Linked DNA regions of Pan troglodytes: region 1 is linked to region 2. Evidence: chromatin contacts called from public HiChIP or PLAC-seq data. All regions are on one chromosome and are shown on one strand. The core of a region is the stretch at or near the end of the contact, and the rest is flanking DNA. Distances in the headings are between cores, read along the strand shown.

What was found. HiChIP or PLAC-seq counts read pairs in DNA pulled down with a chosen protein or histone mark.
Region 1: a contact with region 2 is called in an H3K4me3 HiChIP or PLAC-seq map of stem cell-derived excitatory neurons, with 3 times the contacts expected there. The contact joins the promoter of ESYT2 here to the promoter of NCAPG2 in region 2. A contact is called at or near these places in 1 of 7 Hi-C or Micro-C datasets (stem cell-derived neural progenitor cells), 1 of 1 datasets of contacts at active chromatin or transcription factors (stem cell-derived excitatory neurons) and 1 of 1 other capture datasets (stem cell-derived neural stem cells).

What each region holds. Positions count from the first base shown.
Region 1 is chr6:173,967,384-173,972,203 of NHGRI_mPanTro3-v2.0_pri, reverse strand. It overlaps ESYT2 (extended synaptotagmin 2), which reads left to right and starts at 2,441. Exons shown (of 22, transcript XM_016958521.4): 1 at 2,441-2,897. The coding sequence starts at 2,568.
Region 2 is chr6:173,835,966-173,840,952 of NHGRI_mPanTro3-v2.0_pri, reverse strand. It overlaps NCAPG2 (non-SMC condensin II complex subunit G2), which reads left to right and starts at 3,194. Exons shown (of 28, transcript XM_016958513.4): 1 at 3,194-3,365.

The DNA.
Region 1 (4,820 bases), core at 1,192-3,691, 130 kb before region 2:
CAGCAGCAAGAAACCTGGCTTTCACTGTCCCCAGTATATTTAATTTCCTGGTACAACCTCGAAATTGAAGAGATGCAGAGCACGTGCTCCCACCCTCCATAACGAGACCTATTTAGAGGTGTGGGGGAGGACCCAAAAGCAGGAAGAGTTGAACGTAAGCACAAGATAGCACTTTCCTCTGAAACCAGGAAGGCTGGAACTTCGCGGCTGTGCACCGGAGCACTCGGAATGACACTCCAGAGAAAGCAGCACTTTTCCTTGTCTACAAGAAGGAAAGGATGGAGGGGTCATGAAAGGTCACAGGAGATTGAGGGGTATAATATTAGCAAAAATCTAAGAGCCGAGCTGGACCTGCAGTCAGACCGGACACCCGTAAGACTGAGCTGTGGCAGGGCCTTAGGATCTGCTTTCTGCAGGCAATTAACCACAGGGAGGGGCTGGAAACCCGGGGCTCACACAGAGGGAAGCTGAGGACACTTGGGCTGACTGGTATGCAACATGGGAACTTCTCTGCAATCTAGTTTACATCCTTGGGTCAACCACTGGATGGCACATGGCACAGGATTTTTTTTTTTTTGAGACGTAGTCTCGCTCTGTCGCCCAGGCTGGAGTGCAGTGGCGCGATCTCGACTCACTGCAACCTCCGCCTCCCGGGTTCAAGTAATTCTCCTGCCTCAGCCTCCCGAGTAGCTGGGACTCCAGGTGCGCGCCGCCATGCGCGGCTAATTTTTTGTTATTTTTAGTAGAGACGGGGTTTCACCATGTTGGCCAGGATGGTCTTGATCTCCTGACCTCGTGATCTGCCCTCCTCGGCCTCCCAAAGTGCTGGGATTACAGAATTTTTTACGTGGCTTATGTTTATGCAAGTCTTTGTAGGATGTGATCCTACAATTTTCCAGTAGAGGAAAGCTGCAAAAGAAAGGCTCAGGCTCCTTTCTGTGTCAACAAGGCAATTACTTGCTTTTGTGTTGAGGCTTAGTTTTGAATGAAAGGTGGTGTTAGGAGCATTAACCGGTTGCATATTTACAATCTACATAATATAATTTGTTGCTGCAGCAAACCAGGGACTGTGAAGAGTAAGAAAAGGGAAACCACTTCCATTCCTTGCTTGGGGTTTACTGCCCTTGCCTGGAGTTGAGCGTTTAGACTCTGCAATGTTTTACATATGTGATATAATCTCCACATACATATGCACACAAAATTATGCAGACGCAGGAACGAGGGGAGAGAGATTCCTATGTAAAGGTGACCCTGCTTCTTCTAGGCATTTGTTTATTCATTCAGTACCTGCCAGTGCCCTACTCTGTTACAAATTCAGTAAAAATTTCCTTGGAATTCACTGAATATGCTCAAAAACAGTCAAATAGGATGTTCTTTGCTACTGTTTGGCTTGGAGTTTCCTTGAAAGAAACTACAGAACAAATATAATTAACTCGATTGAATTCACTGGAAAGTAAAGTGATCAATAGTTGTGTTTTTGAGTTAACTGAAAAGTGACCTCAGGAATCACAGGCAAGGCCCAAAATTAGTCATTTGAAACAGCTATTCATAGTTGGCCACAATATTAACACCTTCGGCGAAGCTGCGTGGTGCCCGGGGTGGAGTTCCCGAGTGTCAACAGCGTCCCTTGGGCGCTTGCGGTGGTCTTTGCCCGGCACTACCAGACCCCTCAGGGAGGACTTTTGGGATTAAAGGCATCTTAAAAGCCAACTGAACTGTGTGAGAGTTGTCAGGGTCACAACGGAGTCGTTCGTGTTTAAAACCCTGACAAGCAGGGTGGGAAGGGCCCCAGAGGCAGCGTTCTCACGCCGGAATACCTGATAACAAGACCATCCCGAGAGACTCCGCAAAAGCCACAACCTTGCACACTGGCTAGGCAACCTCACACCGAAAAATACTGGAGGACTCCCGCCAGCGGCGCCCGTCCGACCTCCGGCGGGCGGCGCCCTGTCACCCGTCCTCCTGGCCGCGAAATTACCGCAAACAGGGACGCCGCCCTCTCATCCCACCGCCACCCCGGCTGCGCTCAGCAGCTCCCAGAGGCGGTCAGCCTTTGGGTTTGACGACGGCAACTTCCCGGGCCCCGGCGAGCGCAGCCACGCACCCGGAAGCCGCCTCGGGGCGCGACGCCGAGCCAAAACCGCCCGCGGGCTCCGAGGCCACAGGCACGTGGGGAGGGTGCCCTGTGGGGCTCGGGGGGACGCAGGCACGCCCAGCCCACGCAACGAGCACTCTCCTTTCCCGTCCCCGGCTCCCGCCAGCCGAGACACAACGCTCGCGTGATGACGTCGTGCGCCTGCCCGGCCCACTCCAGTAGTCTCCGACCCGGCCCACGGCCCGCCCCGCGCGATGACGTCAGTATCCACCCCGCCCGCTCCCGGTGACGTGCCAGCCCCAGGCCCACGCCGCTCCCGCCCCGCGTGATGACGCCACCGTCCCGGGCGGAGGCGGGCGTGCGGCGGAGCCGCGTCCCCTCAGAGGGGCGCTGGCGCGGGGCTGAGCCGCCCGTGATCAGCGCGAGCACCCAGCCCGCCTCGGCCGGGACGGCAGCGCGGCACGGCGGGGCGATGAGCGGCGCCCGGGGCGAGGGCCCGGAGGCGGGCGCCGGCGGGGCTGGGGGCCGCGCGGCGCCTGAGAACCCCGGGGGCGTGCTGAGCGTGGAGCTGCCCGGGCTGCTGGCGCAGCTGGCGCGGAGCTTCGCGCTGCTGCTGCCCGTGTACGCGCTGGGCTACCTGGGGCTCAGCTTCAGCTGGGTTCTCCTCGCGCTCGCGCTGCTCGCCTGGTGTCGCCGCAGCCGCGGCCTCAAGGCCCTGCGCCTGTGCCGCGCGCTGGCGCTGCTGGAAGACGAGGAGCGCGTCGTGCGCCTGGGGGTGCGCGCCTGCGACCTGCCCGCCTGGGTGAGTGCAGACCCCTGCCCGTCCCGACCCCTGACCACCAGTCCCGATCTCCCCTCGTCCAGGCAGGCACTCCCCTCCCCGCGACCTGCCGCCTGGGTGAGTGCAGACCCCGCCCCGCCCCCCGGCCCCGACTCCCAGCCTGCTGGCGACCTGCCTCCTAGGGCGAGTGCAGACCCCAGCCCCGCCCCGGCCTCCGGCCCACTCCCTGCGAACCTGTCCGCCTGGGGCCGCCGCCCGCTGCTCGCCGCTCCCGCCCTAGTCCTGAGTGCTCCGTGCCCTCCCTCCGTCCAAGTCGGGCGTCCCCTTCTCCGCTTCCCCGCCCGCCCAGGCTCTGGGTCCGGGGCGCGTCTGCCCTCGTGAAGCCTCCCCTCGCCGTCCCGCGCGGCTTTCTCGGAGACCCCTCTTCACAAAGCCCACTTCCCTCCCCCGGCCTGCAGACCCCGAGCGCCAGCGGCAGGTACCGGGCTTGGTGCCCCCTCTTCGGCCGCGGTCCTGCCCGGAGCGCGCGCTTCCTCCTGGTGCCGCCCGCGGGGTCTCCTTAGGGGCCTGAGCGGCCGGTTCTGCTCTCAGAGCGCCCAGCGCGATTCTCGTGCTCATTCCCAACGCCCTGCCGGCCTGGAAATGCTCCGGGTGGCTTCAGCTTTTCCTTCTGTTTTAAAAAAAAAAACGTAATGACAGCTGGTGGGGGAGAAGTTAACTTTTTCTTCTACCGGGAGAAGACGCACTCGTGTCTTGGTTGTTTCTGACGCATTTCAAGGGCAGTGAGTGTCTCTCGAAAGATGTGGAGATATTAGATAATTGAAAGATTGTTTCAGTTTTTTGCAAGTATAATTGTGAGACTGAGCATTTTTATATGGGATCGACCTGAATCCAGTGTGAATGTGTGTGTGTGTGGCAGGAAGTTTTGGAAGAGTTGCAGCAATAACAAGAGTCATGGTATTATTTTATTTTTAACCCGGCAGTTCTCTACCTCATATATTTATGGACTATAGACACGAAGAGTTGGCTTCAAATCTTTTTCTTGTCATTCCCTAATTCTTTCTTAGCCATGACTTGGCGTCACAGTTTCACACTGCAAGAAAGGATTTTAATGATTCTTCCATTAGGCTTAATATAAACTTTGGGGTGAAGGTGACCAGCAGTGGGTTTCGGAAGGGTCATTTTCTTTTAGAGGAGAAAAGTCCCTGTTTCCAGTCATGAGACACCTGAGAAGTAAGGCATAACACAGATGGCAAACAAGAATTAGAAAGGAGGCGTGCCCAAGACAAGAAGAAGGTAGTAGATGCTACTTTGTGACGTCATATTGCAACTGGAGTAAGAATATAATGTAAGGAGCTTGGGAATGTACAGTTGTGCCGATGCGTGGTGAACATGAGGGAGTCATATTTGGAGAACCAAGGTAACTGGCATGGTGCAGCTTTTAGCTAGTGGCGGGAAAAACCGAGGGGTGTGTAGAAAAAGGAAGTTAAGAGGAACCGAGGTGGGAAAAACTAAGAACAGAAGAGGTGCACTTTGGAAATGGAAAAGGACTTTAAAGTGACGTTTTGTATCTATATTACACTAAGATGCATAATACTAAAAAGTAGCTAAAAACAGAGTCCATTAGCATCCATTACCAAAACAGCAATGTTATCAATGCTGAAAGTTGCAGGAAGTGATGATGCTGACTTTCATAGATACTTGGTTATTGGCTAATATCAAATTTGCTTGTTAAAAATCTTTGTGAAACACAGATTTTCTTTTTTTTTTTCTTTTTTTTTTTTTTGAGACAGAGCCTCTCCCTGTTGCCCAGGCTGGAGTGCAATGGCGTGATCTCGGCTCACTACAACCTCCGCCTCCAAGGTTCAAACGATTCTCCTGCCTCAGCCTCCCGAGTAGCTGGGATTACAGGCGTGCGCCATCACGCCCAGCTAATTTTTGTAT
Region 2 (4,987 bases), core at 1,945-4,444:
GTGATGGCAGCAGGAGGCAGGCAGGTTCCTGGGTGGGAAGGGGCAGGTCCCTGGTGAAACCCCACTTTCAAGCCAGGGACAGCCTGAAGTTCCTGGGCCAGGATGCCAGTTCCTGGTGAAGTCCGAGATCCAGAAAGAGAACTTACGTACTTGATGCCTTTCAGCCAATCAAGTGGTGCTTTTTCCAGGCCTGCCCATGGGCCAATCAGCACACACTTCCTCCTGTCTATGGACCAATCAACATGTACTTCCTCCATTCTGAGCCCATACCTGCCTGTGGATAGGAGCTACCCACTTCGAGTCTCCTCTCTGCTGAGAGCTATTTGGTCAGCTGTTCTCTGCCTTGCTCACCTTCCAGATGTCTGCCAAACCTCATTCTTCCTGGACATGGGACAAGAACTTGGAACCTGCTGAATGGTGAGAGCAAAACGAGCTGTAATACTTTCCTGGCCAGCTTGCCAAGTTGCAGGTGGGAGCCAAAGTGGCTGTAACGGGTTCCTGGCCGGGTCGCTGAGCTGCGGGTGGTGACACGCTCCCAGACTGAGGGAGTGAAGAGTGGTGACCCTTGTAGAGGCCCAGGCCTTGGGATTCCCCAAGCCAGAGCTATAATGCTATAGCCCTCCCACCCTCTGCTGGCGCCCAGTGGCCACCCCATGCAGTGGGAAGCAGCGGTGGGGCCGGGACAGCCAAGGAGCTGTGGACCGGTGTGGGGCGGCAGGACCAAAAGACCTGTAACACAAATGAGGTGAAACATACCGCCCCGGAAACACGACCCCCTGCTAGCCACGCTGTGGGTGATGAGAAGGACAGAAGAGCTGTGGCCCTTCTGGGAGCCCAGACCTCGGGGCTCCCCGAGCCAGGGCTGTGACACACTATAACCCCCCTTTGGGGCTCTGTGGCTCCTGGCATCTGTGAGCTTTCGGGTGCCACCATGTTCCCCTTGTCCAGATGCTGATGCCTGCAGTGGAAGCCACTTGTGGTACCTCTGGTCCAGCCACAGCCTTGCATGGAGCCGGCAGCTGTGCAGGCACCTAGAGCTGCCTGCTCCACCACAGCAGCTGCATGGCTGGGTGTGCGCAGTGGTTGGACCCCATGCTCGCTTGCTCACATACCCCTTGCTGCTCTGCACCTGGCTCACCCTTGGCAGGCGTGGGATCTGGGTTGGTAGTGCAAGCCGAGCGCAACCTGCTGGGCTGAGTGGGCTCGAGCAAAACTCTAGCAGAGGCACCGCTGGCCACGGAGGTTTCTAGCTGGTGAAGCGATACCCAAAGGATCCTATGACATTAGTGGCTGCATGGGCAGGTGCATTGGGGGCGCACTGGGCGCTCCTGCTGCCCTGCTTCCACGCGCCTCTGAGCACTGCACTACATAGACATTTAGGCCTCATAACAACCCCCTAGAGGAGGCTGAGCTCTGCATTATACAGACATTTAGGCCTCATAACAACCTCCTAGAGGAGGCTCAGTACTTAAGTAGGTCCCATTTGATAGATGAGGAAACTGAGGCTCAGTCGCCCACGGCTTGTTGAAGGTCACCAGCTAGTGAGCACAGAACCAGGTTAGCCCAGGTGGTACAGCTTCAGAGCTCACATGCGTAACTTGTTACATTATTCCTACTCAGGAAGTGGAACCCCCAGGAACAGATGGCTGATTGGAGGAGGGACCAGCATAAGGAAAGGGGCAGGATTCAGGGGTGGGAGGGGAAGTCGATATCTGTTTTGGATGCATGTCAGCACCAGCGTGGGAGTAGGCAGTGAGCTGTTGAAAATTCTGGAGTTCAGAAATAACCGTGTCTTGCAAATCCAGATGCAGAGGTCACTGCTTGAAGGTGGCAGTTTGCACCTTGGATATGAAGGAAATTGCTAAGAAGAAAGCAGTGAGAAGATGAGGGCACCAAAATTCAAGAAATGGCAGGGAAGGATCTGTGTATGGAGGGAGGAGGAGGTCAGAGGTGGCTGGAGCCCCAGGATGAAATAGGCAATGTTAGATATCGGCCACCTGTTGACAAGGGTCCCAGACTCAGCATCCTCTGAGTGGGTCTTCTCCCTCCCCTCTGCAGCCTGCCTTGCTTCACTGTTGCAAGCTTCCTAGTAAACCAGTCTTCTCCCTGCTATAATTTTATATTGCTTGTTGAAACGATATTCCAACAAGTAACATAAATATTTTTGATATACTAGGCTAAATAAAACATTTAAAAATTAATGTCACCTATTTATCTTCATTTTTCTAATGTGGTCACTAGAAATTTAATTGCACTTGTGGCTCCCATGATGTTCCTATTGGGTGGTGCTGTGCTCCCACAGTGCAACGACTTCAATCTCGCCAAGACCTCTGGCTTGAGTTAAGCCAGGAAAACAGATACCACTCTAGACATCTCAAGCATGAAAGAACATAGCTCCAGGGAAGGCCAAGTCCTCACGAAGGGATGCAGAGCTCGGTGGTAAAGAGCACCGTTTTCTAAGAATTTGCTTTCAACAAAAATTGGGAACGCCCAATCAAGTTATTCGCTGACACAAATTAAAAGAGATTGATACATCAGTATGTGATTTTGGCATTTAAGTCCAAAGAATTGAATGACATTGCTACTCCTCCTTCACACGGGTGCCTCCGAGGGTCCCCGCTAAGGCCTCTCCCTCTCCACCCTATGGGCAGCTGACCTGCCGGGGGCCTCACCTGCTGGAGGAGCAACTGCAGGAGAAGCACCTGTTAGGGGTCGCACCTGGCCGGGGGGGCTCCTGCGGGGGAAGCACCTGCCCAGGGTGCACCTACCGTGTGCAGGCTGCGGACCACCCGGACAGGTGCCCCTTCGGCAGGGAGGGCGGTCACGGGGGCCGGCCAGGTCGGGGTGGGGTCCTCCCGGGGATCCAGACACTGCCCTGTGGCCTCTCCCCGCCCCAAGCCTTTCCTTTCTCTCCCCGTCTCTCTCTTCCTCTCCTTCCTGCTTCCCACAACACCGCCCGCTCGCAGCGCCCCGCCCTCTCCTGGACCGCGCACTCCCTCCGCGGAGGCCCCAGGACGCGCACGAGCGCGCAGTGGACGTCGGCGCGCGGACCGTGCATGGGTTCCGCAGCTGTGGCGCCCCGCGTGCGCGCTCCGTAGTGCCCGGTAGGGCACTGGGCTTAGCTGCTCGAGGCCGCGCCCTAAGAGGCGGGGCATAGACAGGAAGATGACTGGCGGGCATGTGGGCGGGGCACGATCTGGAGGCGGGGCGGGGCGGGCGTGTGGGCGAGGCCCGAGGCTCGCGGCGCCCCAGCTCTCGCGAGAGCGGCGCCTGATGACGACCGGGAGGGCGGGGCCCGTCTGGGGCGCCGGCGGGTGCGTTTGAATCTGGTCCGAGCGCGGGAAACGGCGGGTCCCCGAGCCCAGGTAAGAGCTGCGGTGCCGAGCCGGGATTGGGTTCGGAGCAGGGGCTGGGAAGTAGCAGGGATCGGGCGGGAAGCCCCTCCTCGGCTGGTCGGGGTCCCAGCCTCCACTCCCCTAAGGAGGCGGCCGACCTGCGTGCGGGCAGTGCTGCCTCTGACGGAACTGGACGGAACTGGCGACCCCGGGCCATCCCCGCTACCCAGCTCAGCGACGCCCGTCCTTCTTGTCCGTGTCGGAGGAAAATCCCAGCCCCGGGCGCGGGCACTGCCCTCAGAGAGCGACCCCCCAGCCCTGAGCATGGGCACCGTCCTCAGAGAGTGTCCCCTCAGTCCTGGGCATGGGCACTGCCCTCAGAGAGCGACTCCCTCAGTCCTGAGCATGGGCACTGCCCTCAGAGAGCGTCCCCTCAGTCCTGGGCATGGGCACTGCCCTCAGAGAGCGACCCCCTCTGTCCTGAGCATGGGCACTGCCCTCAGAGAGCGTCCCCTCAGTCCTGGGCATGGGCACTGCCCTCAGAGAGCGTCCCCTCAGTCCTGGGCATGGGCACTGCCCTCAGAGAGCGACCCCCTCTGTCCTGGGCATGGGAACTGCCCTCAGAGAGAGTCCCCTCAGTCCTGGGTGTCGGTACTGCCCTTAGAGAGTGTCCCCCTGAGCCCTGGGTGTAGGCACTGCCCTCAGAGAGTATCTCCCCAGCTGTGGACGTGGGCATTGTCCTCAGAGACATCAGTCTCCTGAACTCTTGTTGCTGGTTTGGTGCCTCTTGTTGTGTCCCTGAGGAAGGAGTTTGGGGACGGAGTGGGAAGTCACAGGTGGTGAGAAGGTAACAGGGATTTCTTCGTTTTAATGCTCATCTTGATTTAGTACCAGACCTCCTGTGCGAAGAGTAACCTGCTCTTCGGACTGATAACTGGATGGTGAGATGACTCCTTACCTTGAAAGTAGCATTCTGGCTGCAGGGCTGAGGTCTCATGCACATATGGTACAAGAAACATGGAATATCGCCACCTTGGGAGATAGATTGAAAAATTAACCATTAAAAAATTACAGTCACTAATATAAGAGGGAAAATGGGAAATATAGGAATAAGTTTGGTAGTCTAGAGGAAGTGTATTACTGTAGGTTGGACTAAAATGCCAAAGAGGTACACTTGGAAGTAGAACAAACAAGAAAAGTGACCAGAACTATGAAAAAGTGGAGAGTGTTCACAGACTTGCCGGGCGAAGACGTATGATTCCATGTGTTTGCTGCACCTTATTGGATTATTTTTCTAAAATCATGAATTTGTCCTAACCACTATTCATTATGCTTGTTACTGGCCACTCTCCCTTACCTCCCCATTTTCTTTGTCAGTGAAAAATGTGCCAGTCATGCTTGATTTAAAGAGGGAGACACGTTGTTGTTAGGCAATTTCATCATTGCATGAACATCACAGTGGACTTGCCTACACCTAGAGGTGCAGCCTACACACATAGGCTGTATGGTGTAGCCTACTGCTCCTAGAGTGTTACTGTACTGAATACTGTAGGCAACTGTAATACAATGGCAAGTATTTGCATCGCTAAACATATCTAAGCATAGAAAAGGCACAGTAAAAATATGGCATTATAATCTTATGGGACCACGGT